Linked DNA regions of Hordeum vulgare: region 2 is linked to region 1. A link is a contact called in public Hi-C data. All regions are on one chromosome and are shown on one strand. The core of a region is the stretch at or near the end of the contact, and the rest is flanking DNA. Distances in the headings are between cores, read along the strand shown. Region 1 holds the start of LOC123403486 (protein RMD5 homolog). Region 2 holds the start of LOC123402830 (mechanosensitive ion channel protein 6-like).

Region 1 (3,804 bases), core at 746-3,245:
GACCCTTCAGATTGCAGAACTGTTGAGAGAACTCCTCAGCTAGCTTCTCCCAGTTAGTTGGTACTAAGAACTCTGTATATGGTGACTGGTCAAGGCGCCCGGCCCATAATATGGAGGCTATCAGCCTCTGGGTTACATCCTTGTGTATGGTAGCAAATGGCGCCAGGTATGCCCTAGCATACTGAAGAGCCTCATCTCTTTTACCTTGCTTGAGTACCTCAACAAACCGCAATTGGTGAAGCTTAAGCTCGAGACAGGAATCGTTTTGCAGTAGTGCATCATGATTTTTCATTGCCCAGCTCAGAGCTGGCTCAGATTTCTCAGTCCGCAGCGCACCACAAATCTCATACATCTCCTGAAACAGTTGTTTCAGTTTTATAGGTGCTAAACAACTGGCCTCTCCAAGAAAGTTGTCACCTATGTCAAATAATGCCTCACGGTATAGATGGTTTGCAATAATCTCATTCAGTACATGTGGTTCCATGTCGGCATTCTTGTAAGCTTTTGAAATATCATTGATGAAGAATTTCTCGGTGGTCTTGACCCACTTGCCAAGTGCAGTGTTCATTTCTTTCTGGCAGCTCTCAAGTTGCTTCACTGGAACCAACACTTTCAGCGTATTCTTCAGATTAGTAAGAATTTCATGGTTTAGGTTTGATGCAGCATCCCTAGCTGTGACATTTTCTTGGATAGCACTGATAGCCTGCTCAATTTCTTTCTCGATTTGGTTTACCAAATCTATAGTTCTTGAGGATGCAAGTTTCTGCTTTTTAACAACACGACCGAACTCATCCTTCAGTGTATCTATTTCCATTTCTGAGTAATAAGCATGCCCCAGCTTCAGCACCTGTTATACAAAATGGAAGACAATTTGATCAGTCAAAATTTAAAACAGTAGGTGCAAAGAAATGAACCTTAGATTCAAGTACTCCCTCCGAATCATATTAAATTTCGCTGATCAAGTACAATTTTGTACTAGATCAACGACAATTAATATGGATTGGAGGGAGTACCAAAGTTATCACATCATATATTATAAGCAACAATATTCAGATCTGTGGGATAGAGTAATTACGTAGAACATACACTCTTCAAAAGGTAGCGTTGCAGAATTATCATCAATAAGGAATAAACCGACAGATGCGACTCTTCTACTAACAGAGGAGCGTTCAACAGAAAATGAGATGAATGGTTATAAATCGCATCACCGCATCACACACAAACTATCTATCTAACTCTGTACAAACGAAAATACAAAATAAACTATTGGACATATTCCCAACAAAGTGATGTAAACCGAAATCAAATGTGCAGGCTGTACACATAGCACTTAAGCAATACAACCTTGAAAGCACCATACTAAGAGCACTGGGCAAGAAGATAAAACGGGTTGCAGTATCACTCCCACAAATTCTTTACATTTGATTTGGATCCCTACCCAATAATTGCAACTCTAGACAATACCAACGCAGATCCCAAAGATGCCAGGTTGCTAACAACGCCCACCACAGGCGCGCTTCATGAATGGCAGTTCTCATCACAGACTAGGGACACACAAAATTCTATCACTTGGTCCTACGAGACAATATATTCTCTAGAAAACCTCGCCGCAGAACCAACCCATAAACGCCGGCTTAAGCTTCCCTAACTGGTAAAAGAACACTAACCTCTCTTTATTCTTCAAGCAAACGCAATAAGCCTTTGGATCAGAGGAGAAGGATGGGGCGAAATAGAGAGGACCTGCGATGAGGTGGACGGATTTGATCTGAATGCATAGGAAGCGATTGTATGGCGATGTATCCAAATCGAACAGAGAGTGAATATGGAGAGCGGAGAGGACGATTACCGGAATGGGAGAGCAGAGAAAGCCGGTGGCGGTTTTGGGGGGGGGGTCCTGTTCCGGCAAGCGACGAACCCTAGACCACTTTGGCGGCTGGATCTTTTTAATGGGCCAGTTAGGTAAGACTTTGCGAAGAAGAGTCCTCCTTGACGAGGATCAGCTTAATGGGCTCGATACTTGTTAATGCCACTCCTTGACTTGCTGCTTATAGCGAGGCATACAGCTTTTGTTTTAAGCCGGTGGAGCCGGCCTAATAGGGACGTGAGCCATTGCACTAATGTTCTTTGTTTTTATTTATAATTATTTAAATACGTACTGTATACCTAAAATTACCCCCTCAAAAAAATAATTAAATTTATTAAAAAAAATAAAAACCTTAAATTTTAAAAATATTAGTACAGTATAGTAAAATGTTAATGCAATAAAATAATGTGGATAGCTTTAGAAAAAAATTGTGAATACAGAAACATGTTCCTCCATTCGAACATATATATGAAAAATTATGAAAAAAGTTTATTGAATGTGAAAAAATGGTTTGGGTAGTAAACAAATTGTTTTGTTCCATTAAAAAAATGTAAGTAAAATTTTGAATAAATATTCCTGCATTTCAATAAAATGTTTATGCAAAAAGACATCCTCAGAGTTTAAATGATTTATTCATTACCAACTAAATATTCGATGTATATTAAAAAAGAATGCCATGCAATATAAAGTGTGTTCAAACATGTATTAAAAGAAAAAAATTACATCCCATATTTGAAAAGTGTTCAACGTGTCCCCGCCATAAGAAGTGTTCAACGTGGATAAGAAAACGTATACTGGAAAACGTATTTCAGCCATAAAGAAAGAAAATCATACAAAACCAAAGAAACAAAGAAAGAAAGAAAGAAGATCAAAGTATAATAAAAAACAAAAAAACTCAATAAAAGTAAAAATAAAATATAAGAAAGAAAAAAAGAAATGAAGAGAACATGTTAAGAAATAAAATAGCAAAATATAAAAAAATGAGCGAACAATGAACCAGCGAACCAACGAATGCACAAATATACCACATGATACATGTGATAAGTGATTTAAACAATTCGAAAAAAATGAATACACAAATATGGGCTACCTGAGTACTGTTACTACTATAGCGCACAGAATATCCTCGAGGCAAGAGCCGCTTCCTTCTCACGTTGAGCGAGATAAAGGAACCTCCTATCTGCCGCTCGTTGAGGCAGGTTAACGGAGGTTCGCACGTCCGGGCAGCACATATGGGCCAGCCATTTTGGTGGTACTGTAGTGAGCGGTGTAAAAAAACGTGCAGAATAAGCGATCGAACTCGAAACCCCTCGCTATAGGGGAGCTCCTATATCAGAATGTAAATGGACACATTGCTGGGCATTGTGGGACTTCCCCCCACCAGCCACTAGTTGTTATATGGGATTATGTCATAGTCCAGTTAATATTTACATGGTTAATGTGGCGTCCACATATAACCAGTTATCTGAGCCCATGATGTAGCCCTTCCGGTCCAGGCCCTTGCCAGCGTCGCCCGACCGGAGCGTGCGGAGAATGCAGCAAATCGTCATGAGCATAATGGCGTTGGATTGACAAAGATGAGCGAGTGGCGGACGATGGCAATGGTGATGACTACAAGCGTGAAGGTTAGCTGCATGGACAGCAACTGCGACGAGGTGGTCACCGGAAGCAGCGAGGAGTTGTACTTGAACAACGGCTCGTTGACGCCCATCAGCGCGTCGCGTGGTTCACCATCAGGAACACCGTCGACCTGCACTGGCGGCACGACGCCTCCATTAGCGCTGCGTATTGTAAGGCCTAGAGTATGGCTGTGTCATGGTACTTCAAGAAAGGACATCGGGATTTGGTTGTGACGGCTGATGGGTTTCATGGACTTCGATGGATTGGCCACATTTCCATATAAATTAAGTGGTCATCCACATTCGGCCATTTATACTGTT
Region 2 (3,804 bases), core at 475-2,974, 240 kb before region 1:
TGGTTGAACAATGCCTCTTGAATCCGATCAAAGTACGTCGAGACATGGAAGGACGAGGCCAGCACCTTGAGCAGCAGCGTCTTGACGAGGCGGATGAGCGTGGCGACGAGGAAGCAGAAGAGCACCTTGGTCACGTAGGGCAGCACCGCCGTGTTGGTCTCCCGTTGGACGTTCTCGTCAAACAAGAAGTGCCAAGAGGCCAGAACCAGGCCGAGCCAGAGCGCGTTCTGCACGGCGCCGCGCACGCCGTACACGAAGTAGAGCACGCGCTTCCGCAGCACGAAGTTGCGCTCGACGCAGAACACCACGATCCGGATGACCCAGCCGGAGACGAGACGGCCGCAGATGAGCACGAACACGAGGAGCTCCCACTTCCAGAGGTGCAGCTCCCAGACCTTCTTCCGGGACAAGGGCTTTATCGTGAGGCTGCACACCAATGCCCCGATGATGAGCACCAGGCCGACCCACTGCAGTATGGTGAGAGCGTCCAGCTTCCCACGCTTGAAGTCGTCAGGGATGTCGTCGTCTATGAAGGGATCGTCCTCCTCTTCCTCCATGGGGCCCGACTTGCCGATGACCCCCGACTTGCGCCCTGAGGGAGACTGGCCGGATTTGCCGGTCATACGCCCTGAAGGAAACTGGCCGGACTTGGGAGGCCGGGCAGAAGACTTGCGCTCCTCGTCGACGGCAGGGGGCGCCATCGGTGACTGCGGCGGCGGGTCCATGAGCCGGGAGCGCGTCTTGGCTCGCAGTAATGGGCCCTTCCCCGCTGGAGTGGAAGTGGAGGTGTTGCGTGTTCCGTCATCGCCGGCGCGCCTACGGCCGCCGGCGGTATCGGAGTCGGATGAAGACGAGGAGGACGACTGGCGGTCCTTGAAGGAGACACGCGGCGTCTCCCGTTCTCTGGAGTTGGATAAGGACGGATGTGACGACCTCCCGATGTCGTCCATCTCCAGGTCGAGGTCGAGCGACAGCTCGGCCCCGGCCGCCTTCTGCTTCCGGAGGAAGTTCCCGATGAGGCGCGTGGGCGGGTCCTCGGCGGCGGCGTCCACCACCGGCTGCTTCGGCGAGAGCGAAGGGGACGACGCCTGCGACGACGGCGGCGGCTGCGCCGGCCGGTTCTTGAAGCTGAAGTCCTCGACGCGGGGCGCGGGGGCTCCCCCTTTCCCGCCGCCCTCGTTCTTCCAGAAGTCGTAGCTCCCGTCGTCCCACCCCTTGGTCGGCGAGCTGGCGGCGGTCGACAGCGTCCTGCCCGCCGTCGGCTTGGCGCCGGCATTCCCAGCCGCCCCGCCGACGTCGGCGCCGGGGACGGAGAAGGGCGCGGGGCCGTTGCCGTTGCCGTTGCCGTCGATCTTGAGCACCACCTCCCGCCGCTCGCCGAGGCCGGGCGCCATGGCCTGCTCGTCCGACATGGACAGCGACCTCAGGCTGCTCTTCCGCTGCACCTGGTCCATCGCCGCCGACCAACACGCACCACAGACACACGCACACGCACACGCACACGAGACGCTCGCTCCTTCCTCCCTTTCACCGCTTCCGCGATAACTCGGCGAAAATCAACCGCTCGAGCGTTGCAAAACTAGGGCCCCGGGATGGTGGTGGTATTCACGAGGGAGGGCGACGGAGAGGGTTCGGGAACAACGTGGAGCGGCACAAAGCTGACAACACTTGGCGAACCTTTTCGCCGCTCCCTTCCCTCCCTCTGCGTTGTTGGGCCTCGCGCCGGTCCGCGATACTTGTAGGCAGCGGCGCCAGCGCACGCCGGGATCCACGTACGTGGCGCGCTGCGGGATGGGAACTGACTAAACAAACGGATTTGCTGCCGCTAATCAGAGATTTGGGTGCGCAGGGCCTCGACTATCACATCCGGGATTTGCGGCGCGGAAGTGGGAGCGCGTCACCATTTTTTTGGTAGTGAATTAACCTGTCGAGCGTCGACCAAGGTGAAAGAGACAAGATCGAATACTGTACACAGTGCCACACTACGGTGGTAGTAGAGTACTTTGGTCTAGGTGTGTATGTAAGTATTGCGTGACGCGACACGGTACCTGTACGGTACGCCGTACATATACACGACTAATGTGAACCGGAGAGGGTGTTGCCGTCGCTGCGATCGGTCTCACTCGTGCTAATCTCGGGTCATGCCGGCCATGTTTAAAGGATCGATCCCGTGGAAAAAGATTGGCACCATCGATACAAAGCATTTGTACGTGCATGCTTAGCATGTGACCTCTGCTTTCGGCCCCGTCACCGGTCGTATCTCCCAACCGCGGCACGCCACCGGTAATCCACCACGTCCGTTTCTCGGTTACCGTCCTAATCTCGTGATTTGGATGGATGACGATCATGGAGATGGAATAAGGCACAATGGGAGCAGCAGGTCGGCTTGGCGTCCGTCGGCCTCGGCGGACCCAGCCAGCCGGCTAACTTCTCTGGTCAGAGGAGGCTTGGAGAGCGCAGCGGAACCAAAACGTAAATTCTTCACATGGGTGCCGTTGGCTGCAGCATAACGAGATCTTGACGCCATGGTTTGGCCATTAGCGGCTGGGCTCCAAGAGGCCATGGCCCGTGCAGTACTACCAATTATGACCCTCCAATAATCGGAAGCGCCCCCACTTATATTAGGCACCCCTCAAAGAAAACTTATACGTACTCAAGAGTATTAGGCAAAAAGTTTGGGGGATGGAGAGAGAACGTGTATAATGTGCAAGCGTTCAGGCTGTTTTCGAAAGAAAGAGAAAATTGTTTTGCTGTTCGTAGAACGCCCGAGATTACTGTTTCTAACGCACGCCCGAGATTTATGGCCAGCGACGAGCTTTGCTTTGCAGAACCATGGGAGGAGCTCGAAGTAATGGCGGTCCCGGTGGGTGTGGATAAGCTAGATTTGGAAGGCCGACGGATAGATAGGGCTCATCTGACAGGGTGGTGGGCCCACATGTAAGGCCGGAGGGCATTCCCCTCCTCAAGAAAAGGAGAGTCGGAGGGCAATGATCTAAGCCGGCGTCACGAGGAGACTAGGTGATGGCCCTACATACCAGTCCGATGGCCTACCAAGTTCGTATACTGTAATACTGTATGGAGGAGCATTATTTGTAGAATTTCATTGATTGTCACTGCATATTTGGCCATGCACTGTTTCCTTCATCACTTAGCCTACTTGGAGGAACCGCTTATAGTCTTTACACGGCACGAAATCTATCAATTACTGTAGATGCCAATCATTAAACGCGTGGTTGATGGGCAACAGTACTACTAGTAATGTACAGCCAAACTTTGTTTTATCCGGCAGGGAAGGAACAAAAAACGGAAGTCGGAGAAAATCAGGGGTACGGTGATTCATTAGCTAGGTAGCATCTGAGCCAGGCTAGAGGAAGTACCACATGTATACCAGACCATAGAGCGGACCTCCGGGGGCTGTTTGTTTGAGTCTAGGCGTAGGCTGGGGCTTTTTAGAGCAAGCAACCCATGAGTTGATACCCTACTTTTTAGAGTGCCCCGTCCGGCGCGCCGTGGAGCTGACACGAGAACGAACTGTGTTCCAAACCCTTTGTATATCCTAGGTTAGCTGTTGTTTGTATCATCATCTATTCATCATCGTGAACAAAAGATTGGAGGATTCGTGGACTCGTGGTGCATGGAGGACAGATCATTCACCTTTTCCCCTTAGTCTAACATCATGTCATTCATGTGTGTCCTCCCTTTATACCGAGCCGTTTGACTAGTGACACCAAAAGAGAGCGCATCCCTTACATGACCACGCCGCGCATCTACTCCAAGATAAGGTCAGAGATCACCCGCTCTACT

Evidence for each region. A called contact is a pair of places that touch in the nucleus more often than the background predicts.
Region 2: a contact with region 1 is called in a Hi-C map of seedling, with 6 times the contacts expected there. The contact joins the promoter of LOC123402830 here to the promoter of LOC123403486 in region 1. A contact is called at or near these places in 4 of 6 Hi-C or Micro-C datasets (leaf and seedling) and 1 of 1 datasets of contacts at active chromatin or transcription factors (embryo).

What each region holds. Positions count from the first base shown.
Region 1 is chr6H:425,685,322-425,689,125 of MorexV3_pseudomolecules_assembly, reverse strand. LOC123403486 (protein RMD5 homolog) reads right to left here and starts at 1,995. Exons shown (of 2, transcript XM_045097420.1): 1 at 1,847-1,995; 2 at 1-847. The coding sequence starts at 814.
Region 2 is chr6H:425,922,394-425,926,197 of MorexV3_pseudomolecules_assembly, reverse strand. It overlaps LOC123402830 (mechanosensitive ion channel protein 6-like), which reads right to left and starts at 1,724. Exons shown (of 5, transcript XM_045096788.1): 1 at 1-1,724. The coding sequence starts at 1,454.